4 separate regions of the Mus musculus genome follow, and regions 2, 3 and 4 are each linked to region 1. Evidence: chromatin contacts called from public Hi-C and HiChIP or PLAC-seq data. All regions are on one chromosome and are shown on one strand. Each heading gives the region's core, a stretch centred on a gene start, on an enhancer-like site or on the middle of the called end of the contact. The rest is flanking DNA. Distances are from core to core; before and after follow the strand shown.

Region 1 (6,285 bases), core at 3,755-6,254:
AATGAGAAATTGATTTCCTTTTAGATCAAAAGAGGTTACTAAATGAATTCAGTTAAGGAGAATGTGGGCAAGCTGCCTTGAGACATAAGAGGACGGTTAGTTTTACAGTGGTGCCCCCTAGCGCCAGGTGAAATTAGGTTGACTTCTGTACTGCCCATCTTTAGATCCCATGCAAAAACGGAAAATGTGGAGAAGCATCCTTGTTGGTAACTGCTGCCTTTGGCATAGAATAGAATAAATCAAGTTTCCCAGAATGGTTCACAAGATCTTTTGCCATTCGCGCCTGCCTAGATCTTCAGCTTCATCTCCTACCCCTACCCCCTTCTCTCTGAACGCTCAGTTTCAACCATGTTGGATGATTTGCTATTCTGCCTACCCATCCCCATCCCTCCTGTCTGTGGAGGGAATTCCACTCTCAACTTTAACATCAGCTGAATATCATATCTCTTCCATCAGCCCCTTGACTCTCCACGCATATGCTCAGACATCTTAACCCCTTCTCCCTCCGTTCCTCTTTCCACTGTCCCCTGAGAACCCCCACACATATCTGTCATCTTTTTGCCTCATCTCAATTCTTGACCATTAATTTAAAGAGTTTTTTTTAAAGAAACCTCCAGTGCAGTTTTTATTCTGAAGCTTCAAACAATACCCTATACAAAAGAAGCATTCAGGACTGATGTAAGGTTGCTTTAACTGATAAGATCGAGTGCAAAAGTCAAAATCACCCGGTTAATTAAGTAGGTAGGTGATCATGAGCAGTTTACCTACCATCTTTGGGTTTTTGTTTTCTCATAAAATACTGTAGCTGATATCTGCTCAGCAGCCTAGGGTCTCTGGAACATTTCATTCACATCCACCATCAGAGCCTCCAGATCCTTCACGATGAATTAGTCCAACAGTCCAAGTGTTCCTTTTTTAAATCTCAAAGACTTGCTCAGAGAAAGTAAATTCTACTCAAATTTGAAGTTATTTTATGTATATGATTGAATAATTAATAAAAAAGATGTGGTAGATCACATGTAGATGTTTAATTGTAAACCAAGATTCAAGGCAAATTTCTCTTTCTTTCTTTTGTCTGTCTGTCTGTCTGTTTGTTTTTTGAGACAGGGTTTCTCTGTGTAGCCCTGGCTGTCCTGGAACTCATTCTGTAGACCAGGCTGGCCTTGAACTCAGAAATTCACCTGCCTCTGCCTCCCGAGTGCTGGGATTAAACGCGTGCGCCACCACTGCCTGGCCAAATTCCTCTTTCCAGTATTTAACAATGACAACAACAACAAAAGTTGGAGTTTTATAATACAAAACATCACCAAGAGACTGAATTCTAACTCTTGACACAGACCACTTCTGCTTTTCCTAACAGAAACAAGAGACAAGAAGTTAGGGTTTGCTAAGGAAAAAGTCCTTAACTATACAAGGTCATGGTCAAGGTGACATGAAGCTTGGAAGACTTCGACAGCACGGGGACACACACATATAACTTACAGCTGGGGAGATAGCTCAGATGATAAAGTATTTGTGTAGAAAATATGATACCCTAAAATGAGCTCCCAGGACCCTCTTTAAGATGCCAGACATAAGAGTGTGTGCTTGGGACCCTGGTCCTGTGAAGGCAGAGACTGGGGGATCTCTGGGTCTCAATCACCAGACAGTCTAGCCTCATTGGTGCACCCTAGACCAACGAGCAATGTCATCTTAAAGAGAGGGTGATGCATTGCTGAGGATGACATTAGAGGTTGCTCTCAGGCCTCCACACACAATTGCAAATACACATGCAGCCATGTACACAAAAGCAAGTTCCTACACATAAACATATGCACACCCACAAACGCCACATTCAAAATAATAAAAACAAAGAGCTCCTTCTCACCTCCTAGACCAACTTCCCCTCTGCCTACTGCTTCCCAGTTAAAGTCCCAGGAAAGACTAGAAGCCTGGCACTTTACAGGGTACCCCAGGGTAATGTCTGATGCACATGAGGCGGCAGCAGCAGCAGCAGCAGAATTCCATTTTATAATTCGAACCAGTGATATTCTAAAGTGTTTGTGTCTTTCCTCGTTCTTTTTCTTTAAGATTTATTTATTTTATGTATATGAGTGCACACTGTAGCTGTCTTTAGACACTCAAGAAGAGGGCATCAGATCCCATTACAGATGGTTGTGAGCCACCATGTGGTTGCTGGGAATTGAACTCAGGACCTCTGGAAGAGCAGTCAGTGCTCCTAACTGCTGAGCCATCTCTCCAGCCCCGTCTCTTCCTCATTCTAAGCAAGCTACTTCATGAACTACAAGGAGAACAAATTAGGTATTCAAAGAATACTCATGAAAATATGATTCTTCCAGGCCAGTCTTAAGAGCCAAGAAATCTGCACCTATAGGCACAAAAATCTGCTAACGTACATTTCTGTTCCTTCACACACACACACCCCCAAGCCTGTTCTTTTAGATGGCATGCTCATTAGCTAATGAGCAGAAAGAGCTGTCCATTTCCTACAACCCATCCCCTGTTACTGATGAGAAAACCAAGTCCCAAAGAAACACATAAACTGCAGAAGATGTGGGTACAGGCTGTCTTTGGGTGGGGGAGTGGGGGAGGGGCAAACTGCAAAAACAAAGCTGTTTCTCCCGTATGTCAATAAAATCTAACTCGGTCATTATTGTTGCTACGTAAACTTCAAAGGAAAATGTGACTGCCTGGTAGAGTTTAGAAGCTGGAACCTTGAATGTAGGAAATCAAGGCTAAAAAAGTAAAGCAAAGAAATAAGGAGAAAGGAAAGTAATGAGATTCTCTTCAAAATAGTTTCCCTACAAAAGAAAAACCTCGCTGGGTATAGGCCTTATAAGCATGGCAGTTCACTTCCCCTGACACCTCACTTCAACATATGTCTCCCAGGACAGGTCTCCTTGCATCAACCTCACCACCTGGTCCACCCCCAACCATAACGCCAAACATTCATGTTTTAAAGGTTACCAGTTCCTTTGTCAAAGAAAGTGTCTTCCTCCTTCTGGTCTTGTCTCTATCCATTCAATTTGACCAAGTTCCAGGGAAAAAATACATACTGCCTATTATCGACCCCCCTTAATACGTCAGATTAAATATACTCGTCCATTGCACTGCCCAGGTCTGAGAACAATGTAAAACTTTGACTTAGACAAGCTCCCAAATCTTCTCTATCAAGAGCAACCAGGTTGCTTATTTCATGAGGAATCAGTGTCCAATTCATATCTCCTGCTTTTGATTCCATTTCGAGCCAAGACCACAGAAAACAAATTCCCTCATAGACTGCTCTTACCTCAAAGACCTGAGTGCCTTTGGCTTTGGCTTTACTTCCCACATCTGCCGCAGTTTCTGGATGACTTGAAGAAAGGACCCGAATTCTTACCATGCCTGGGGGAGAATGTCCACGGAGGTCCCAGACACCAGCGGCTCACCCCGTGTTTCACTTTTTGCTCTCTCCTGCCCCTGCCTGATACTCTATGTGCCTTGTTACCCTAGACTGGGGTCTTAGGTCCTTCTCATCCCACCGAGTGAGGAAACACACGGCCCTGTGGTTGTTTGAAAAGTCTCAAGACTCCCAGACCTATCCAAGGCTCGCAGCTGGTCTATTTTTGGTTACTCTGTTTGCTTTCTTTAAAAAGCCTGATTCCGGTCTGTGTCTTAGACATCCTACCGTGAACAAATTACTCTACCCTAGCACCTTCTCCCCCAAAGTGCCTACAAAATTTCCATCCACCGCCCTACACAGAGAGCTATGTGGAGTGGAGAGAAGAGGACCGGGCTGCTGCTGCTCTAATTGGCCAAGCAGGCTTGAGCCCCACACCAGTTTGCCGGCCCAAGGGACAAGCACAGTACAAGGTTCAGCCCTCGAGAACACATACGCTCCCAACAGCTTCTAGTTATCAAAACCGCACTTCCTGTACACAGAGACATGCCCAGGCCTTTGCCCGGACTGCTCGTCGTATCCTGGTTTAATTTGACGTAGCTGTGTCTCTGATATGGCCATGAAAAAGACCTTCCATTCTGTCTGTCATCCACCATGGATTTGCTGACATAAAGCAACCACTATGGAAACAAGAATTATGAGGCCAGATCCAACATGGAATTCTGGGGAGACCTGCGGTTGAACACTTAAAGAACATACGAGCAAACAAAACTATGAGATTAAGTGATTGATGTAAACGGCTGAGCCAACAAATGTGCACACACATTGCTGCAGGTCGGTGATAGGAAAGGACTTAATCCTGAAACCTTCAAAAAAAAATTTAAGAACCAGATCCCCTTGAATATCTGCAGACTCATGAACGCGGTGGGAAGTAAAACGGGTCCGTTATTTGTCTTTCTTTTATACTGATTCCCCGATCAGACACATTACTACCAGGATGGATAGAGAAATATCAGTAGCCCAAAGCTTCAGGGTGACAGCTCATTAAGATACATCAGGGATTTTGCCTTGCAAAACAAACAAACAAAAACCATTAGAAGCAGGGCCCCTCTGCCCTTTACTCCACCCTAGCACTGCTACTGTTAAAATAGGAAGGAAAGGAGACACCAAAGGATATTTGACCACACTTTACAATCTCTTGGTGGCAGGGGCAGGGACTGAACAGTTTTACCATTAGATCCTTTACAGGTGACTGCAGCTGTTGCAGTTGGCGCTCAGCCAGAGCTGGAGGAAAAGCAGCGCCCACTGGTGCATCTTACCGGAGAGGAAGAGAGTTGCAGGCAGACATAGATGAAGCACAGAAGCATCCCTGCTCCCTTGATCCCAGAGACCACCAGCCTTAGCGTCTTCTTCCACTTGAATCTTGGCCTTGATCCGTTTTCCAGATTCTCATCCAGGGGTTGAACCCCTTCCCCTTCCATCTCTGCAGTCGGGGTGCAGAGGAGATACAGCTGTGGCGGGGAACCTGGGGGAAGACTGCTCTTCACCACAAAGGAGCCAATAAGGGCAAAGTCAAGCCTGCGGGTCAGAAGATAAAGGTCCCAGAACAGGAGACAAAAAGCAATTGAAGGAGCAGAGCAGAGTCTCTTCGTTTTAACTCTGCAGGTTTTGCAGGCGGGGGAACTTCTATGTGACTAATCTGAATTTCCCCTTTACTTTCTTTCTTTTTTTTTTTCCCTCCGGGCTAACAGGGAGTTGTTTTTGTGGCATCCCAGTTATGAATTGAGTGACTTCGAAATGACATTCACAAACGTGTGCTCTGAAGTTTTTTATTGCACCGGTAATGATAGATAAAGATCACCCTTTTTTTTTTTTTAAAGCAGCTTACTTACCAATCCCTCAAGATGTCTTAAACCATAGAAGAGATTTGAGGAACATGCTTGCCAGACATCCCTGCTTCTATTGTGCAATTAATCTCCTGGCCCATTTTACAGTTTCAGAATCAAATGCATGCAGGTTATCCTTGAGATGAAAAGGACAAAGAGGAAAATAGAAAGGTGGATTATGCATATAGACATAAAGAAGGGGTCTTATAGTTACATAATACATCACATTAAGCCACATAAACTAATATTTATTGAGCAACTGCTATGTGTCAGACACTGTGTTAAACGCTCTTGCAACTGTCATACTTTCTCATTTCAGGGAAATTCAGCAAATACATGATTAATTTTCAGAATATCAAAAAAGAAGCAGAAGAAAATTCTGTCATTCCCCACCCCACCCTCCGCCTTCACTCCCCTATATATTTTTCCCACACATAACTTTTGCATGAGTAATTCAAGTAACATTTGAGGCTTGTTGCTCTCTTTGAAATGTTGGCTGGACTCAGAGCCTGCTAAGTAAACATATCTTCCCAGGGTTGGAGAAACGACCCAGTGGTTAAGAGCAGGGCTGCTGCTCCAGAAGACGGGGGTTCAGTTCTCTCCCTCTACGTGGTGGCTCAAAACCATCGTAATTGTTCATTCTGGAAGACCTGATGCCTTTTTCCTAACCTCCGTAGGCACCAAGCATGCAAGTGGTGCACACACACAGGCATAAACCCCTTACATTAAAAACAAAACAAAACTTTAAAAATAGATTCTTCCAATAGCCAACTGCTCACCACTTAGCCGTTGTCACTGACATGCACAGTGAAACTAAATGAATGTGAAGTTTTAATGTCAAGTCCAAAATGGCAAAATGTTTATTGAATATGTACTATGAAGTCAATGCTATATAAGTAGCACAGGGATGCTGAACATAATTCTCTCTCAACTTTATGGGAAAGTCTCATGGTTTATCATGGAGCCGTCAACAGATAAAGAAGGAAGTGAGAGAAAAAAATATTCTGAGAGCCAGAAGTG
Region 2 (5,996 bases), core at 2,168-4,667, 230 kb before region 1:
GGAAGCTGCCATTTTGTCCAATCAACAGTGTCCTTTGCCATGCAGAGGTTTTTCAGTGTCATGAGGTTCCATTTATTAATAGTTGATGTTAGTGCCTATGCTAATGGTGTTCTGTTAAGAAAGTCTTTTTCTGTGCCAAGGAGTTCAAGGCTCTTCCTCACTTTCTCTTCTGTCAGGTTCAATGTATCTGGTCTTATGTTGAGGTCTTGGATCCATTTGGACTTGAGTTTTATGTAGGGTGTTAAGTATGGATCTATTTGAATCCTTCCCACATGCAGTCATCTAGCTTAATCAGCACTATTTGTCGAAGATGCTGTCTTTTTCCTGGTGTGAATTTCTGGTTTCTTTATCAAAATAGACTTACTGCCAAATGAAAACCGAGATCGTCAGAGATGCTCCGACTGTGACTGCCCTCTTACATATTTTATTCCAAAATAGGAAGCAACTATTTCTGTGAATCCATCAAGGAAGTGAGAATCAGAATTTATTCTAAATATTGTGTTCTTAAGCTAGCTACATTCAAAAATAGACTCACAGGAATTGAGAGGCAATTTAAGGTTTTCTTCTTGTGGACATTGTCTGGTTTTATTGGACCTCAAATATATCCTGAGGAAAATGCCCAACAATCTATTTTAGAACCCAGTCTGAGTCAGAAAAAAAGTCACATCCATTGAAGTACATTCAGTCTGAGTTGGTGGATTTTCCTACCTTACTGGTATGACCTGAGTTAAGAAACTAACCTACAGTCAGTCATAGAAGCTTTCAGTGATCAGATTGGCATAATAAGATGTTTCTAACATTGACCTTAAGCATGTAGGGGGAGAAAGGTTTTGCACTATATGGAAAGATAATGACAAAATTCTCTCTTTTTATCCAGTGGTCAGAAGATAGATAACCTTAAACCAGTTTTGTACACATACCGTGTAGAGTCCCTGTGTCTGCACAGCTGTGTGTCATACTTCCTGACTGTTAAAGTCAAGATTGTCAGTTCCTTCCCAACCCTAATTAAGTATTTCTGTTTCATAAAATGTTTTCTAGTTCTAAACTACTCTCCATACCAGCATCCGCACGTTGGCAAGGACTTCCTGAACATCCGCTCAGCCTTTGCTTGAGAACCCATTCTCAATGTGTTGAGGAGGAGAATGGGTAGTTTCCATTATGTTATAAAGCTATTGGTCTCCTTCACACCATTGAATTATCTCAGAATTTATTGTTGTAGACTGAAGCCTACCATTCTTTCATCAGCTCATCTCTTGCTTTAGTTCTGCTTTGTAGACTAAACAGACAGTAAATGTGTTAGGGCTCTAATGGGGTAAAAAACAAAACAAAACAAAACAAACAAACAAAAACCATTTAGCTATTACATAGTTTCCTTTCTAGAAAAAATAAATTTATGTAAATAAAACAGAAAAGAACATGATCCTCTGAAACTCAGGGGAAGAGCTTGGAAGAGCTCAAGCCTGCCCCAATTAAATAGCTCATTTTGAATTAATGTTCACTTGGAATGACATTGCAAATGGATTTCTTGACCTACCCTTTCTATGTAATAGAGATCTGCTTGGAAGCCCCAGTGTATGGCTGTGGTTTGCTACCTGTCTTGTCTCCTTGGGCCTTTGTGTGCCTGGAAATCATGCAAACCCAACATTCTTCCTACTTCCAGTAAGAAACCCAGGAACAGTCCAAGACAGGGTAAGGATACTCTGCTGTGTGCTCAGGGTGAGCGGGGCAGGGGAGGTCCCCTTAGGTTCTCCAGGAAGACTTAACCACTCACAGCCTAACTATGGAGTGTGTGTACCAGCTCACCCAGCATTTTCACAGGTATCTACCTGGCAGTCAGATGGGCCTGAGAGATTAGACATGATTAACCAGATCCTAAGAAATAAATGGCCCTGGCTAAATTTACATGCATCTGGGCACTGCTATGCTACAGGGTCACCTTTGACAGCTTTGTGCTCCATTTTTTTTTAATTTAATTTTAGTTTAGTTTAACTTACTGTCTCAGTCAGGGTTTCTATTCCCGCACAAAACATCTTAACCAAGAATCAAGTTGGGGAGGAAAAGGTTTATTCAGCTTATACTTCCACATTGCTATTTATCACCAAAGGAAAGCAGGACAGGAAGTCACACAGGGCAGGAACTTGGAGGCAGGAGCTGATGCAGAGGCCATGGAGAAGTGCTACTTACCGGCTTGATTCCCCTGGCTTACTCAGCTTCCTTTCTTATAGAACCCAGGAATACCAGCCCAGAGATGGCACCACCACAAGGGCTAGGCCTGCCCCCGCCCCCTAGATCATTAATTGAGAAAATACCAAACAGCTGGATCTCATGGAGGCATTTCCTCAAGGGAGGCTCCTTTCTCTGTGGTAATTCCAGCTTGTGTCAAGTTGACAGAAAACCAGCCAGTGCACTTACTCACTTTACATCCCACTTACTGCCCCCCTCCCTGGTGCCCCCCCATACTTCCTCCATTCCCCTTCCCCTTCTCCTCTGAGGGGGTGGGACTCTTCCTGGGTATCCCACCACCATGGTACTTCAAGTTTCTTTGAGGCTAGGTGCTTCCTCTCCTATTGAGGCCAGTCAAGACAGCTCAGTCAGAAGAACATAGCTCATGGACAGGCAACAGCTTTTGGAATAACCCCCATTCCAGTTGTTTGGGACCCACGTGAAGACCAAGCTACACATCTGCTACATATGTGCAGGGAGGTCTATGTACAGCCCATGTATGTTCTTTGGTTGGTGGTTCAGACTCTGAGAGCCCAAGAATCCAGGTTAGTTGACTCTGTTGGTCTTCCTGTGAAGTTCCTATCCCCTTGGGCTCACAGTCCTTCCTCCCATTCTTCCACAAGAGTCTCCATGCTCTATCTACTGTTTGCCTGTGGGTGTCTGTATCTGTCTGAGTCAGCTGCTAGGTAGAGCCTCTCAGAGGAAAACTTGCTCCTGTCTGCAAGCATAACAGAGTATCATTAATAGTGTTAGGAACTGGTGTTTGCCCACAGGATTGGTCTCAAGTTGGGCCATTTATTGGTTGGCCATTCCCTCAGTCTCTGTTCCATCCCCTGTGCCTGCATTTCTTGTCAGAAATAAACTTTGAGACAGAATAAATTTTGAGTTGAAAGCTTTGTGGGTAGGTTGGTGTCTCTATTGCTCCACCGGGGTTCCTGCCTGGCTAAAGGAGGTGGCCTCTTCAGGTTTCATATCCTCAGTGTAGTGAAGACTCCATTTTTAAGAGCATTCTAAAATTTCTTTTATTTGCTTTTGGTTTTAGAATGGCCCTTCATCTCCAGCTTATATGAGAGTGTTAATCTTGTCACGTCACAACTCAGTTTCAATTTGTTCTTAATCAGTCTCTTTCAGACTGGCTGCCACATAGTCATGAGCTTGTGGTTCAAAGGGCTTGCTACTTTCAACAATAGACCACCACAGATCAAAGATCTGCCACTTTAGGAGACACTCAAAGTACTTTCACAGACTTGCCCCAACTCTCTACCTCCCTTGGGTCTACCCAGCCTCCTGCTTCTCTCATCTTGACCAACCTTCCACTGAGCTCTACGCTGCCCCCAGGCCCCACCATAGTATGTGGCATTTACTCCACTTGCAATTCTCACTTCCATTCTCATAGTCACCTAACATCATTAATTCTCTTGTAAGTAAGTGTGGTTTTTGGTTGGTTTTGTTTTGTTTTTCAAAAGAAGAGATTGGACATTTTCAACTGGGAACTGGCTCCAAGGTTCACCCATTTATTTTTATTTCAGGTTACTATCTGAAAAGTTATGGTACTACATACTCTTATGAATCACTAGGCTTACTCTTTTGGGTCTGAGTAGACATTACAAACTTGCTGCTGGTGGCCAGGTACCTGGTGTCTTCTTCAAGAATGAAGTAAAGGTACACATACCACACAACTAGCAAGGCAACATCATTCAAAGCAATACACAGATCAGGTTTGCTGTCATATTTGACAGGGGGCCACATGAGTGGAAAAATACTCAAGGGCTGCAACTATTATTATTATTATTATTATTATTGTTATTAGGAACTTCCTTTTGGGGGTTCAAGACAAGGTGCAGTTCCTTTGCTAAGGGTATAACAAGCAGTTCTCTGTTTTGATTGAGAGGCTTGGATTATGTAAATCTTTGCTCAAGTTCCCTTCCCACAGTGCATCTCATTTTAATCATAGCCTCACTCAAATATGCAGAGGTATAAAATGTTCAATAGATTTTTGTTTGATAGTTAAATAAGAGCTCACTTAGAGGACATAGTTTTCCATATTGAGCATTATTAGTATGACAATGATTGTGGTCAGGTAAGCCCTCCTTGTTCCCAGATATATTAAAAAAAAATACTGTCCAAGTCTGATGGTTGATAAAGGGGGAAAAACATACTCTGCTCTTTAGAGTAGTGGAAGTATACAAATTGATATCAATGAAGCCTATTAAATTTATTGTGCAGAGTGGATTGTGTAGACTTAGTGTGTGCAGGTATGTAGACTTAGTAAGTGAAGGTCTCAGGCTTCCAAGTGCATTAGAAGAAATGGCCTATGCATAGTCCAAGCCAGGTGTTGTGTCAGGTTGGTAAACTATTCTCTGGGTGTACTGTCTCAGACTCAAGAGGTGCCTGGCTTCCTACAGAGCTTATTAAAACCACAACTGAGCTACAAGCCCAGTAATGGTGAAACTTACCTAGAAATGATAGCACATTCTTATTTTCTTTGTATCGATGTGTGTACATATATAGTCATGTGTTTATACACATATTATGTACATAGAGGTGCATGCACATGCTTGTATTTGTGTATATAGGCCAGATATTAACATTGGATGTCTTTCTCAATTGCTCTCCATCTTATATCTTGAGACATGGTCTCTCCTTGAGCATGGAGCTAGCCTGTCTGAGCAGCAAGTCCCTGGGATTCTTCTAGCTCTGCCTCACTAGTGCTGGGATTCTAGCCATGTGCAGTCATATTCAGTTTTTTATTATATGTGGAAACACAGGTCCCCATGTTTGCACAGAAAACACTTTACCAACAGCCGTCTCTCTATTCCACATTCTTATTTTCTCTCAGTATTCTGTCTTCTCCCCTTCCTCTGCCAGCTGTTTACTCTCTCCACATCAGCATGCATAACACATCCTTAAAAGACACCTACCCCAAAACCTTACTCCACCATGAATCCCCTTAGTACCCGAGCTAATGTGATTGTGTGTAGAAGAGTTTATGGTAAAATGACAATTATTTCTTTGAAAAGAGAAACCCTCTTTTGTTGATTTGTAAACCTCAAGTATAAACTTAGCAATAGCTTAGTTAACATTTACTAAATGAATAAATTGATGGATGGATGCATGCATGCATGGTTGAATGGGTAGAAGGATGGATGGATGGGTTTAAGGATGGATGGATGGGTGGAAGGATGGATGGATGGATGGGTGGAAGGATGGATGGATGCATGTATGCATGCATGCATGGTTGAATGGATGGAAGGATGGATGGATAGATCGGTAGATAGAATGAGTGAGTGAGTGAGTGAGTGAGTGAGTGAGTGAGTGAGTGAATGGGTGGATGTGTGAATGAGAGGATCCATAGTTGAGTTGATGGGTGCCTGCATTGTTGAATGGGTGGATATAAAGGGAAGTGTGAAGGATTCTGGATTTACAGAATGCCATGCTCTTGATATTTTGGATTGTTTCTTACATTTTTTTTCCATTAAAATGGCTACATTATGGGCTTGTACTCTTGTTCTAAGCTGGCAGCAATTGCTTCTACTTAATTCTAAATGTTACATAGATTTATATTTGAATCAGTAAGATTGTATTATTAATCATGCATAGCATACCATTTTAAAATAGTTTCTAATATAAGAACTACAGAATGGCTAAATGTAGCTAATTAACAAATGTACAATCTCACAGGACTCTCATTTTGTGCTACAATTTGCTATCCAGTCTCTGTACCTTTTCAGGCTTGTATCAGCACTAGGTGTACGCTCTAAAGATCTCTGGAA
Region 3 (6,500 bases), core at 3,534-6,033, 170 kb before region 1:
TTTCTGGGTCCTCAGTTCTATTCCATTGATCAATGTGTCTGTCTCTGTACCAATACCATGCAGTTTTTTTTTAACACTATTGTTCTGTAATATTTTAAATAAGAAATCTTCCAAGTTTAGCTTTAAAAGGCTTATTTGGTAATAATACATCTTTAATTTGTAATCTCCATATTTAATGAAAAGTGCTATGCTGCACAAGAATGTCTTTCTGATCTCTAAAATCCATCAGCTGTGTCCCTATGTTACAGCACAGGTCAAATGCTGTATACTGTTTAAATTGGCCCTATTGTTATTGACCCCCTCCTCTTCTCTGTCTCTTCCTCTTCGTCCTTTTTCCCTTCCTCTCTTCCCCACTCTGCTTTTCTTTGGTACTGTGGATCAAACTCAAGGATTCAAACATACTAGTAAGTTCTCTGGCACCGTGCTACATCCTCAGCCTGCCTCTCCACCTTCTGGGCTTAGAATGAAATGAGTATCTTGAACTTTATGTTTTCTCAAAATTATTATCAGCTGTGTTGTTATTGTTTTGAAAGGCATATTTTCTCTTATGTTAAAAACCAGATTTTTTTTCATACAGTATATCCTGATTACAGTTTCCCCTCCCTCTATTCCTCCCAATTCCTCCTGCCTTCTGTCCCATCCAGATCCAACCCATTTTGGTCTTTCATTAGAAAATAAACAGGCATCTCAAGGATAATAATAAAATTAATAAAATAAAACAAAACCAAATATATCAGAATAACACAAAACAGAAGGAAAAGAAACAGAAATGCAGAGGCCCATTTCGAGACAAATTCTTTAAAGTTAAGATTCTAAAGAGCTAACAATGATAGTTTCATAACCTCAATAATGACAAAACCTCAGTTAAGTAATTTTTAGGAAAGTAATTTTTGTTTGGTTTGGTTTTTGTTTTCGAGGTAGGGTTTTTCTGTATAGCCCTGGTTGTCCTGGAACTTGCTTTGTAGACCAAGCTGACCACAAACTCAGACATTCACCTGCCTCTGCCTCTGCCTCTGCCTCTGCCTCTCTGCCTCTGCCTCTGCCTCTGCCTCTGCCTCTGCCTCTGCCTCTGCCTCTGCCTCTGCCTCTGCCTCTGCCTCTGCCTCTGCCTCTGCCTCTGCCTCTGCCTCTGCCTCTGCCTCTGCCTCTGCCTCTGCCTCTGCCTCTGCCTCTGCCTCTGCCTCTGCCAAGTGCTGGGATTAAAGGTGAGCACTACAATGCCCAGTTAATTTTTTATTTTTTAATTAAAAATTTAATGCAATATATTTTGATCATATTCTTTCTCCTCCCCAAATTCCTACCATATCCTTCCTACTTCCCTCCCAGCCCCCCGAATCTCACAGTCTTTCTCTCTTGAAAAAAGAAAGAAAAAAAAGATAACAAAACAAAAATCAAAACAGACAACCTAAAAATAAAAAAAAAAAATCAATAGATGAAACTCACGCACACAAATGTACACACACATGTTGCGGATAACCCTGGGGCTTATAATATTTGATATTAATTCCATTCTTCTGTGAGTGGCTGCGAACAAGGAATAAGTTAGCACTCCAGTGACTTCCTGTAAACCTGTTTCCCACCTTAATTTGTAAAATAAAGGAGAGCTGATGATTGGGCAGATAAAAGGAAAGGTGGAGCAGAAGGTGGGGAGAGAGAAGAAGGAGAAAATGGGAGATAGAGGACGAAGAGGAGAAGGAAGAAGAAGGAAGTGACGCAGAAGCACAAGGCCTGTAGAAACCACAAGTTCTAAGGGACCTCAAAGATGTGGAAGATGGTAGTGTAGTGGTAGATCTGCCCAATCTAGGCGCAGAGCATGTATTCATATTAATTGAGTTGTGTTTTCATTTCTGGGGCATATTTGGGTTGGAGATTTACAGCAACAGAGAGAGAAAGAGAGAGAGAGAGAGAGAGAGAGAGAGAGAGAGAGAGAGAGAGAGAGAGAACAAACAAAAATCACGAACACATTTGTGCCACTATAGCATGCAATTCAATCAGCAAGGCAGGGTTACTCTGACTCTCCTTTCCTCTGCCAGCCTCAGCTCTTCCCTTTGCAAACCAGCAGGTCCCACAGCCCATCTCTACTTTCTTTGAATTCTTGGAAGAGAAGGCTTGCTTACCTATGCGAACTAAAACAGGCAAGAGGGAGATCTACTCTGGTCCAGTTGCCCCCTCCTCTCACTTCACCGCCTTCCCATCCATACTGCTGTTGCTACATTGCCACTGAAAGAAAGTTCATGTAGCTGAAGATGGGCTGCTTATCAAGAAAGCATAACCGAGAGAGCTGGCTTGGCCTGGCTTATGTTCTATCATCAGCCATTTCTGAGTGAGCATAAGGGAAAGGGGTCCTTTCTGGGGCGTGATGATGTGTAGACTCTGCACTAGTTTGATGGATGGGTGATTTTGTTATCTGACACTACTTTGAGTCTTTCTTTTTGTGTATTAGCTTTAAGCCAGTTTGCCTAAAATATTTAAAGTAAAATCAAATTTAAAATATTTTTGTGGCTGTGGTGGTGGCACACGCCTTTAATCTCAGTACTTGGGAGGCAGAGACAGGCAGATTTCTGAGTTTGAGGCCAGCCTGGTCTACAGAGTGAGTTCCAAGACAACCAGGGCTACACAGAGAACCCCTGTCTCAACATTCTCCCCCCCCCAAAAAAATATTTTTGTATTTCTTTCATGGAACAGAAACTCCATATTAAAATGAACTAAGATTTGCTGGGGTACCTTTCTGTTTCCATCCCATGTCCTCTACTGAAAACATTCTTTCTCAACCCATACATAGTGCATCTTTTCTTAAAGCGTCAGAGAGGAGCTGGTCACTCTTACCCATCTCAATATGGGACATGTTTCAGGTTTCGTTTTTCTAATTGGTTATTTTATTTATTTGCATTTCAAATGTTGTCCCCCTTCCTGGTTTCCCCTCCACAAACCCCCATTCCATCACCAACCCCTTTGCCTCTATGAGGGTGTTCCCCCACCCACCCATTTCCCCCCTCACCGTTCTAGCATCCCCTTATGCTGGGGCATTGAATCTCCAGCGGTCCAAGGATCTTCCCTCACAGTGATGCCAGATAAGGCCGTCCTCTGCTACATATGCAGCTGGAGCCATGGGTCCCTCCATGCGTACTCTTTGCTTGGTGGTTTAGTTCTTGGGAGCTCTGGTTAATTGATATTGTTCTTCCTATGGTGTTGCAATCCCCTTCAGCTCTTTCAGGCCTTCCTGTAAATCTTCCATTGGGGTCCTCAGGCTCATTACAACAGCTGTCTCTCAGTGTCTGCATCTGTATGGCTCAGGTGCTGGCAGAGTCTCTCAGGGGACATCTGTACCAGACTTCTTTCAGCAAGCGCTTTTTGGCATAAGCAATAGTATCGGTGTTTGGTGTCTGCAAATGGGATAGGTCCCTAAATGGGTCGGTCTCTGGGTGGCCTTTCCTTCAGTCTCTGCTCCATTTTTTTTTTTGTCCCTTTAGATAGGAAAAATTCTGGGTTAAAATTTTTGAGATAGATGAGTGGCTCCATCCCTCAACTGGGGGCTGTGCTTATCTACTGGAGATGGTCTTTACAGGTTCTATCTCCCCTTTGTTGGGTATTTCAGCTAATGTCATCCCTGTTGGGTCCTGGGAACCTCTTGAGTCCCTAGCATCTGGGACTTTTAATATGTAGCAGTGGACAATGGGGAACTGGGGGTAGCTGTGGTTTTAGGGTTTTTTAATCCTTATGTTAATCCTACTTTTCTTCTTGACTGCTGTATTACCATAGTTGAAGGTTAACAAGAATAAATATGTAGGCATTGAGAAAACTAAGGCCACATGCCCTGCCCCCACCCAAAAGGAAACAGCATGACTCACAGGTGATTCCTGGAGGAGGTTGGATGGGGTCACCTTCCCACAAAGATTTTATGTGCTTACACCTTCCCTTCTAATATTGGAGGCAGAAATGAGAGTTGTACCTACTACATGTTCAAATTCTTCTTCCAAAACCATTTACAACTGTTTGGCTTGCATGCTACAACTTGGGAGGACCTAAACTGTGAACTCTTAAGTACTACCTTTAAGACTCAAACAATGCTAGTCCTCAAGAGAGGATCCTTTCTGTCCCTCCCTGTCATGATCGTCCCAAGAGAAATATCTATTTCCTACTTTTCTGTCATCAAAAATTGGGAAGGCTGTATTAATAAAGCCATGCAGTACACACTCATTGTGTCTACATCTTCAAAAATATGCAATACTGTTTTTGTGAAGTGCATCCATGTCATTGAGCATATCAAGAGCACTTATTTTTATGTTTCTGTCTTCTATTGTGCAAATAGACCTCAGCTCATTAGTCTTTTGGACTATAAGTTTATAGGTGGATAATTTCCAGTCTGGAGTCAACCATGAATAGAACTTCTCAGGACTCTCTTGTGCATGTTCACTTGTACATAGTAAGTAAGCCCTCACTTCTGTTGGCTATAAAGCATCAACGGAATCACTTGATTATGGAAGATATTGTCATTTTCTAAAGTACTTTTACTTATTTACAGAGCCAACAACAACATAATGGAAATCACTAAACCCTTACCAAACTTCACTGCATGTTGTTTTAATTGACACTGATCTGGTGGCATGTACGGTATCTCATTATTGTCTTAATTGCACTTTCAGCAAGGAATGTTGAACTTTCCCCACACACGATGCTGTTATTTCCTGAATCACTCCTGTCAGACTTTCCCATCCATCACACTAATCAAACCACACTGGTCCAGTAACAAATGGCCTTCATGATGGTAAATCAGTTCTCAGTTCTCGTTCCCTTGACCTCCAAAACCACATACTTCTTGTTTTGTTTCTTCCTCAATAAGTTTTACAAGTCCTTCCTAATACCTCAACATTTTGACAAACAGTGATTTATTCAACTCCATTTTTTCATTCTGTCTCCAACCTCTTTGTTCATTTTTTTCTTTTTTAAACTGCATCTCTCTATGCAACCCTGACTATCCTGGAACTCATGAAGCAGACCAAACTGGGCTCAAACTCAGAGATCCACTTGCCTGCACATCCTAACTGCTTTGATTAAAGGCATGTACCACCACACCTGGCTTTCATTCCCCTTTTTCTTGCCCTTTTCTCTTTATATCAATTAGGACTGTAATTAATAATATATAATCTGTTGTATTTGTTTTAATATATTACCATATATTCATAGGTATGCATATACATGTACACACACACATGTGTGTGTGTGTGTTCTGCTGTGTTTGCCCTTTATTATTATAAGGGATATAAACTCCAAGAAGGCAGAGATTGTTGTCTTTTTTTAACTCTTGACATGCTCTCTATACTAGAACAGTCTCTGATCTGTAGATATATTTAGTAAAGAATTGAGTGTTGATTGGATGAATAAAATGAAAGTGGAATATACCAAGAGGTTTTGGAAAGGCATACCCCTCCAGAAATTGTTAATTTTAGTGCCAGAGAGATAGTCTTATTTGAACATGCTAGCTTTTATGACTTACAAGAGTTCAGGGCTCACACAAAGGGACTTTTCATGACCGCCCTCTGAAAGACCCAACAAGCAGCTGAAAGAGTCAAATGCAGATATTTGCACCCAATCAATGGACAGAAGCTGCTGACCCTATGGCTGAATTAGGGAAAGGCTGGAAGAAGCTGAAGAGGAGGGCGACCCTGTAGGAGGACCAGAAGTCTCAATTAAACTGGACCCCTGAGATCCCTCAAACACTGAACCACCAACCAGGCAGCATACATCAGCTGATATGAGACCCCCAACATATATACAGAGGACTGCCAGGTCTGGGTTTAGTCAGAGAAGATGCACCTAACCCTCAAGAGACTGGAGGCCCCAAGGAGTTTAGAGGTTCGGTGGGGTGGGTGGTGGGGACATCCTCATGGAGACAGGGGAGCAGGGAGGAGGTATGGGATGTGGAACAGTTGGAGGGTGGACTGGGAGGAGAATAAAATCTGGAGTGTAAAAAAATAAATAAGTAAATAAAAGGTAAAAAAGAAATCCGATAGTACGATAGATAGTGCTAATTTTCAACACGACAAAATCTGGAATCATCTGAGAGACAGGACTCAGAGCATGCCTATGGGGTTACATTGATCGTTTTAGTTGAAGTAGTAGTGTTTATTAACCCACCTCTACTTCCTGATTGTGAGTGACTGGCATGTCATACGTCAAGTCCTTGCTGCCTTGACTTCACCATGATGGATTGCACCCTCAATCAAGCTGTGATCCAGAATAAACATTTTCTCCCTTAAGGTGCTTTGAAGTATTTTATCAGAGCAATGGTAAGGTAACTAAACCATATAAATGTGAATAAAAAGGAATTGTCAGGAAAAAAAATTGTTGCTTTTTTTTTCTTGTGGCAAGTTTTAAAAGCATCTCAAAAGAAAGCACTGGAAATAACTTTATAATCAATTTACACTGGAATCAATTTACACTAAGAATGGGTGTAGTTTGAAAGGCTGAAATTGCTTTTTAAAGGTTCTACCAACAGAATA
Region 4 (6,037 bases), core at 1,125-3,624, 200 kb after region 1:
AAGGGGAAAAAAAAACCCAACAATTCATAGAATAAGTCTATCGGAGTGACGTAGAGAAGGCACTATTGTCTCTAAACCACTTTCTTCATAATGACAACATCAATAATGCTGATCACTGATGGCACATTGAAACGTTAAAGATAGAAATATGTAAATAAATAGAATTTTATTAGCCTCATCAAAGACAAGACCAGCCAAGTACTAAAATTCTCTGAAATCTATACTGAATGCATATCAGGAAACTCACTTAGTAATGATGAACTCCATCCTCGGTTTAAAGCTTAAAGAATCCAAATTCAGGCCTACCGTGACCAAAGCAACAATGCCTGACATTCCGAAATATTCCACTGGGGAGAGAAGAAAGTGAAATAAATTTAAATGTGATTAAATCTATACACTGATTCGCCCTGAGGAAAAAATCAGTAGGAAAGGTGAAAGCAGCGTTTCTTATTTAGAAAGTTGCTTCAAGGGATTGGCTAATGCTGTAGCTCAGGGAATAGCAGTGCTTCTTCGGAGATGGGCAATAGAATAAACACCCAGCCTTTGTGAGCCATGGGACCTTCCTCAGCTATGATGCTGCAAGAAGCCGGAGGTAACATGCAGACGGTTGGCTAGCCAATAAAATACTACAGACTTTAGACTTCAAATAATCTTCATCTCCATGAGATATTATTCTTTGATTCTGCTCTTTTCATAAAGCTTTTTTTAGCTCAGAGCAGATTTGACCCAGTTTGCCAATCCTGCATCATCACTGAGGCTAGGGCGAGTGGGAAAAGAAATGACGTAATCTCCGCTCAGCACCTTGGGACTTTGTGCTGCATGGGCCAGGCGTTGCTGCTTCCTGGAGCATTTGCCCTTCTCTCCCCGACTAAATTGGCAATTCACTGGGCTCTAAATGTTGAAACATAGTCTAGGGAGAATGTTAGAACACAAAAATACTAAAGGTGCCGGGCTACAGAGTCTCCAAGGAGCCCAGGGTGACAGTAGACAGAAAGGAAGAGAAAGAACATCCAAGCAAGCAGTGGAAGAGCTTTCAAACAGGGCACAGCACGATGCTTATGGGATGTGACCTCCCCTTTCTCCATTAATGTCCCCACGTCTGCAAAGCAGGTGTTAAGTGGGGTGAATAGCACCTCACATCCTTATTGCAAGCATTAACTTAGATGATATGTTCCTTGGCATATGTGCATGGCAATGGATGGCCACTCTTGTGATTCCAGTATTAACCACTGTTGTGACTACTACAGTACTGATTTTAATCCACTGGTCTACCACTTATCAAAATTCTTTTCATTTATCTATTCACTTAACTTCACTTTGGATATATATATACATACATATACATATACATACATATATATATATATATATATATATATATGCACTTTCCTAACGAATTTAACTTCAACAATCAAGTTGAGTAAAGCTAACAGTTCTGCAAATGTTTTGATAGGGGACAACTGTCAAACTCTTATTTCCAGTTTCTTTGAGTACATGCTAGTTCTTATTTTTGTCTGATATACATATATATATATATATATATATATACACATATGTATATGATCTTGATTTATTTATTATCATATATATTCTTGCTGAGTTTTAAACACATTTTTATCAAATGTTTGTGTTTCTTTTTTTTAAATAAAGCTTATTCTTGTAATTAACTGCATCAGTTCTTAGCATGACTTCAAATATATTTCTGAACACATTCAAGAAATTGATTTTTTATAAAGTTACTGACTACCAATTTCCATTTCTTTTTTTTTTTAAGATTTATTTATTTATTTATTATATGTAAGTACACTGTAGCTGTCTTCAGATACTCCAGAAGAGGGCATCAGATTTCATTACGGATGGTTGTGAGCCACCATGTGGTTGTTGGGATTTGAACTCGGGACCTTCAGAAGAGCAGTCGGTGCTCTTAACCACTGAGCCATCTCGCCAGCCCCATGTCTGTGTTTCAATGACTTGAGCCAAAGTGACGGAACATTTTTGGTTATATTGATAAATGAAAATAAGGAACTTGTATTGTTAATTATGTGAGAGTCCCATCCCAACTCGAAAACGTGTGTGTCTGGGCTGGGAATCCTCTAACGTGAAAGGGAGGCTGAAACGCCTTCTGCGACCCGGTCCTGGCACTCTGCCCTTGGCTATCATCCATTTAATCTGTCTAAGGGGACACCAAATATTGGCTGCAAACACCTCCATTCCTATTAGGAAGAAGAAATGAACCAGCATTTATGAGCCACCCTGTCTTGAACACAGTAGGGAGCTGGCAAAGGCTCAAAAACAAGTGTCTGGGATTGGGGAGAGAGACACGCCCCGCCCCCCTCCAGGAACAACTGTCACTCAGAAGGAGGTGGGAGGAGCTGTGTACACAAGGAGCTCTTGCCAGTCCCTAGGGTAGCCGCAGCTCACAAGCATAGCAAGCTTCATTAATGCATGCAGTGCCTTACACAAATGGAGTATTGTTAGACCGATTGTATAGAAGAGACAAGCTTAAAGAGGCTAAGTATTTCCCAACGTTGCTGATTGACGGAGTATATCTGGATTCTGTCTACTCAAAAACACATTGAGAAGGAATGTTGGTTCATTCGATCAGCACGTATTAAATTACTGTCGGGCATTTGACCAACTCTAAGCTTGGCTGAAAGGAGGAAAAACTAATCGAGTGAAGAGCTGACTATGAGCGCCACTCATATTCAAGAGGCTCACAGTCTGGTAGGGAGGTGGAAAAACTGAAGTAAGGCATCCACAAAACTTTCACAAAGGAGCAAAGAAATAAAGCTGAAGGAAACGAGCATTCCGTGAATGTTTTCGCTAGTTTGACTGGCTCAGGGCAGTAAGCAACCACTAGGTGGCGATATATCTACAGGAAAAAGAAAACTGCCTTTCCTTAGCTAGAGGTGTAAGAGACGGCTGAGATCTTCATTGGTTAAAGTTGCTCCAGTGTATGAGGGGAGCAAAAGCAGTTTGGTCATAGTTAATATGGTTCCTGGGAGCTGAAACACCTCAAGTCCCAATTTTACAAAACTGAACTAACGGAAGGCCCACTGGGGCTGGGTACAGTTACTCCTGCAACTTACCCGATGCCCCAGCTTCTCTTCCTGACACAAGCACTCTTGATCTCCCCACTCTCGTTTCCCACCTTCTAGATTCAAGAAAAGATCGCTATTTGAAAGGACCTTTTAGTCTAGTGAGTGAAGGATGACGAGCTTGGAAAGCCCTCGGGAACTTCTCCGCCAACTTTTCCCATTTTATGGGGTGAGCAGCTCAAGAGTCCAGACAGAAACAACTCCATGACGATTCCGCTTCTAGGGCACTGCCATGGACTTACTGTAGGGTTAGAGAATAGAGCTCAAAGGGCTAAGAGTACCCAGACATAGGAGCGCAAAGACATGAGGTTACAATGAGAGGCCAGGAGAGAACTAGATCTGACAGAGAGGTGATGTGACAAAACACAAGTGGGTGGGTGGGGGGTGGTAACAGACAGGAGGAAGACATGAAGCAGGGGAAAGGAGCAGGGCAAACCAGGACTCCCAGGCTCTCTAGTAGGATGGCAGTTCTTGTGTTTGTTTGCCTTACCAAGGTAAAACGTCATGTACACCAGTGAGAAACAGAGAACAACGTTCGTCAGTGTGTTGCTAAAGAGGTCGGTCAATATAATCTGGATGACTCTCGTACACCAATAGCCACATATGGTGCTTCCAAAAACATCAAAGCTGAGTCCGATGATTATGTGTAACTCTAAACATAAAAGAAAGGAGAGAAAGGGGAGAAAGAAAAACGTGAGTTAACCATCTGGGTTTTGGCTTGTTTGTCTGTGTTGTTTTGTTTTTTTACTGACTGCACTCTGGTTTGTAAACAGGGGGCCTGTTCTTCCTCAGGCAGAGTGCCCTGTGAGAGTCTGATAAATCTACTTAATGTAGACTTCCCCAGGGATGTAAGTGAGCCCCCACTTACACGCTGGTAAACAATCCCAATGAAACTCCTTAGGTCACACACAGAAAGACATTAGACAGGAGGGCTGGCTGCAGAGAGGAACAAGGAGTGTGGGGAAAGAGACAGGAGAGACTAACAGGAGTGGATACGATTGAAACACATCATGAAAGCATAACTAAGCCCGTTACATGGTTAATGCGTGCTAATAAGCCATTTTAAAATTATCTACCTGATTTCCACCAACACTTCCTTATGCTTTTGGTCCTCCCCACCCCCTCTTGCAGCTACCACAAATGTGTCCCCAGGGCTCATGTCTCCCCTTCACGCTGTGCTGATTCCTGCCATTCTTCTCTAGCTACTAACGAGACATCTAGAAACCTGTCAGGGGAATGTATTCCGCATCCCAGGCACCATTAGCCACACAAATCTGGCTGTTGTCCCCCTAGGATTGTTTTACCAATATGCATTAGTTGTTTGCCTTCACCCTCAGATCTAAGACCACGCACAACTCTTAGCATCCACCAACTGAGATACATGCTGATCCCAGCTAGAGGGATAACCTGGGCCGGATGATGCAATTGGTCTATGTGTGTATGCATGCTGAGGGACAAGAGATGGGTCTTTTTAATTATTTCTTTTCCTTCTTTTCTTTTTTTTTTTTTTAGATTGTAAAATTATATCATTTCCTCCTTCCCTTTCCTCTTTCCATCCCTCCCATATACCCCAGTTTGCCTATTACAGATCAATCCAACACACACTTTGCATTTTAGCAATCACTAAAATGCAAATATGGTTATATTTTCTTGTTTACCTCACTTCTCATTTTAATTGATCAGAGAGCAATGTATAGAGAAAGATGCAGAGACAAATGCACTTTCGTTTCAATAGTAATCTTAGGAAGTATACAGACAGAACATCAACCATCTTACCTCTGAACATGGACGTGTCAGTTGAGTGACCTCGAAAAATTCCAAAGAAAATGCATGTGAAACTACAAATGATCAGCGACTCCCCTCTGATGATATCCGTGTACATCTTAGAAATACCTGGGAAAGGAAAAACAGGGTGTCATTTAATGTGGAGCGTGGAAATGATGCTCTCACGTAGAAAGCAGAGAAGAGATAGAACATGACGGGGGAAAAAAACAGAAAAAGAAGACCATTGTAACGGGCATGGGTCTGAGACAATTCCAGCTAACACTTTTTAAGTTTCCTATTCTGCCTTCTGACTTTTCAGTGGCAAAGGATATAACAGGAGCACCCTGGTACTGCCCTGTCCTGGTTTCACTTCTGCTGCTATGAAAAAAACAAAAATAAAAATCAAAACAAAAACAAAAACTTATATGATAAAAGCAAATTATCAGAAAAAGGGTTTTCTTTGGTTCACAGTTCCGGATTATAGTCCATCCTAGCAGGGATGCTGAGACACAAGGCATTTAGAACAGCTAGTCACTTCACATACATTATCAAAGGCAGAGAGAAATCCATGAGTTCAGACTTACTTGTACTCAGCCCTCTCTCTAAACTTACACAGGCCAAGATTCCCTGCCTAGGGAATAGTGCTGCCCACAGTGGCAACTATTATAGTGGGTCAGCACGATCTAGCTGAGTTTTGCTCTATCAATTCATTTATGTAGGCAATCATAGAGACTCTTTTCTCGGGTGACCTTAGGTTGTGACGAGTTGACAACTAAAGCCAACCTTTTGATACCCACTGCCTCAAATGTTTGTTCCTTTCCTTTTACCTTATGTTTGCATATAACCGTGTCTGGTTGCCTTTACGCAGTCACACATGTGAGGCATGAGGTTGATATTAACTACCTTCCTCAGTCACTCTCCCCATCACTTAGGTCTCTCACTGATCCCAAAGCATCACTGTTTGGGCTAGGCTGGCTTGTCAGCTGGCTCCAGGGAGTCTTTGTCTCTGCCTCCACCACACTAGGATTGTAGGTAACCCACCAAGTCTACCTGGCTTTGAAGTGGGTGCTGGAAGATCAGAACTATTGACATTACACAAATGCTTTACCTGCTGAGCCAACTATCCACCCTGCCATAAACACTTTAAAGCTTCTGAATGAGACAAAGCTTAAGAC

What was found. A called contact is a pair of places that touch in the nucleus more often than the background predicts. HiChIP or PLAC-seq counts read pairs in DNA pulled down with a chosen protein or histone mark.
Region 2: a BATF HiChIP or PLAC-seq map of CD8 T cells shows a contact between it and region 1, with 8 read pairs. The contact joins the enhancer-like site here to the promoter of Tnfsf4 in region 1. A contact is called at or near these places in 9 of 39 promoter capture datasets (the 3T3-L1 cell line, cranial neural crest, embryonic stem cells and 5 more), 3 of 15 datasets of contacts at CTCF or cohesin (CD8 T cells, the NIH/3T3 cell line and large pre-B cells), 1 of 484 Hi-C or Micro-C datasets (bone marrow-derived macrophages), 3 of 115 datasets of contacts at active chromatin or transcription factors (CD8 T cells, fibro-adipogenic progenitors and large pre-B cells) and 3 of 9 other capture datasets (adipose tissue, embryonic stem cells and liver).
Region 3: a contact with region 1 is called in a Hi-C map of bone marrow-derived macrophages, with 25 read pairs. The contact joins the enhancer-like site here to the promoter of Tnfsf4 in region 1. A contact is called at or near these places in 2 of 39 promoter capture datasets (embryonic stem cells and liver), 1 of 15 datasets of contacts at CTCF or cohesin (CD8 T cells), 2 of 484 Hi-C or Micro-C datasets (bone marrow-derived macrophages and uterus), 2 of 115 datasets of contacts at active chromatin or transcription factors (bone marrow-derived dendritic cells and microglia) and 4 of 9 other capture datasets (adipose tissue, embryonic stem cells, liver and 1 more).
Region 4: a Hi-C map of nephron progenitors shows a contact between it and region 1, with 2.1 times the contacts expected there. The contact joins the enhancer-like site here to the promoter of Tnfsf4 in region 1. A contact is called at or near these places in 1 of 39 promoter capture datasets (hippocampal neurons) and 4 of 484 Hi-C or Micro-C datasets (the HPC-7 cell line, the P5424 cell line, nephron progenitors and 1 more).

The regions. Positions count from the first base shown.
Region 1 is chr1:161,394,157-161,400,441 of GRCm38.p6, reverse strand. Tnfsf4 (tumor necrosis factor (ligand) superfamily, member 4) reads right to left here and starts at 5,004. Exons shown (of 3, transcript NM_009452.2): 1 at 4,699-5,004. The coding sequence starts at 4,860.
Region 2 is chr1:161,622,127-161,628,122 of GRCm38.p6, reverse strand. No RefSeq gene overlaps it. Among named protein-coding and RNA genes, the nearest start is that of Gm31815, 34 kb to the right of the region's middle. Within about 2 kb of position 3,417, at least 4 of the 459 cell types and tissues checked have an H3K27ac peak or open chromatin away from gene starts, as enhancers often do. A contact at or near this core is called in CD8 T cells, where this site is marked.
Region 3 is chr1:161,558,829-161,565,328 of GRCm38.p6, reverse strand. All of the region lies in intron 1 of Gm31815 (a long non-coding RNA gene), which reads left to right. Among named protein-coding and RNA genes, the nearest start is that of Gm31815, 29 kb to the left of the region's middle. Within about 2 kb of position 4,783, at least 6 of the 459 cell types and tissues checked have an H3K27ac peak or open chromatin away from gene starts, as enhancers often do. A contact at or near this core is called in bone marrow-derived macrophages, where this site is marked.
Region 4 is chr1:161,192,513-161,198,549 of GRCm38.p6, reverse strand. It overlaps the pseudogene Gm6185. Among named protein-coding and RNA genes, the nearest start is that of Tex50, 36 kb to the right of the region's middle. Within about 2 kb of position 2,374, at least 272 of the 459 cell types and tissues checked have an H3K27ac peak or open chromatin away from gene starts, as enhancers often do. A contact at or near this core is called in the HPC-7 cell line and nephron progenitors, where this site is marked.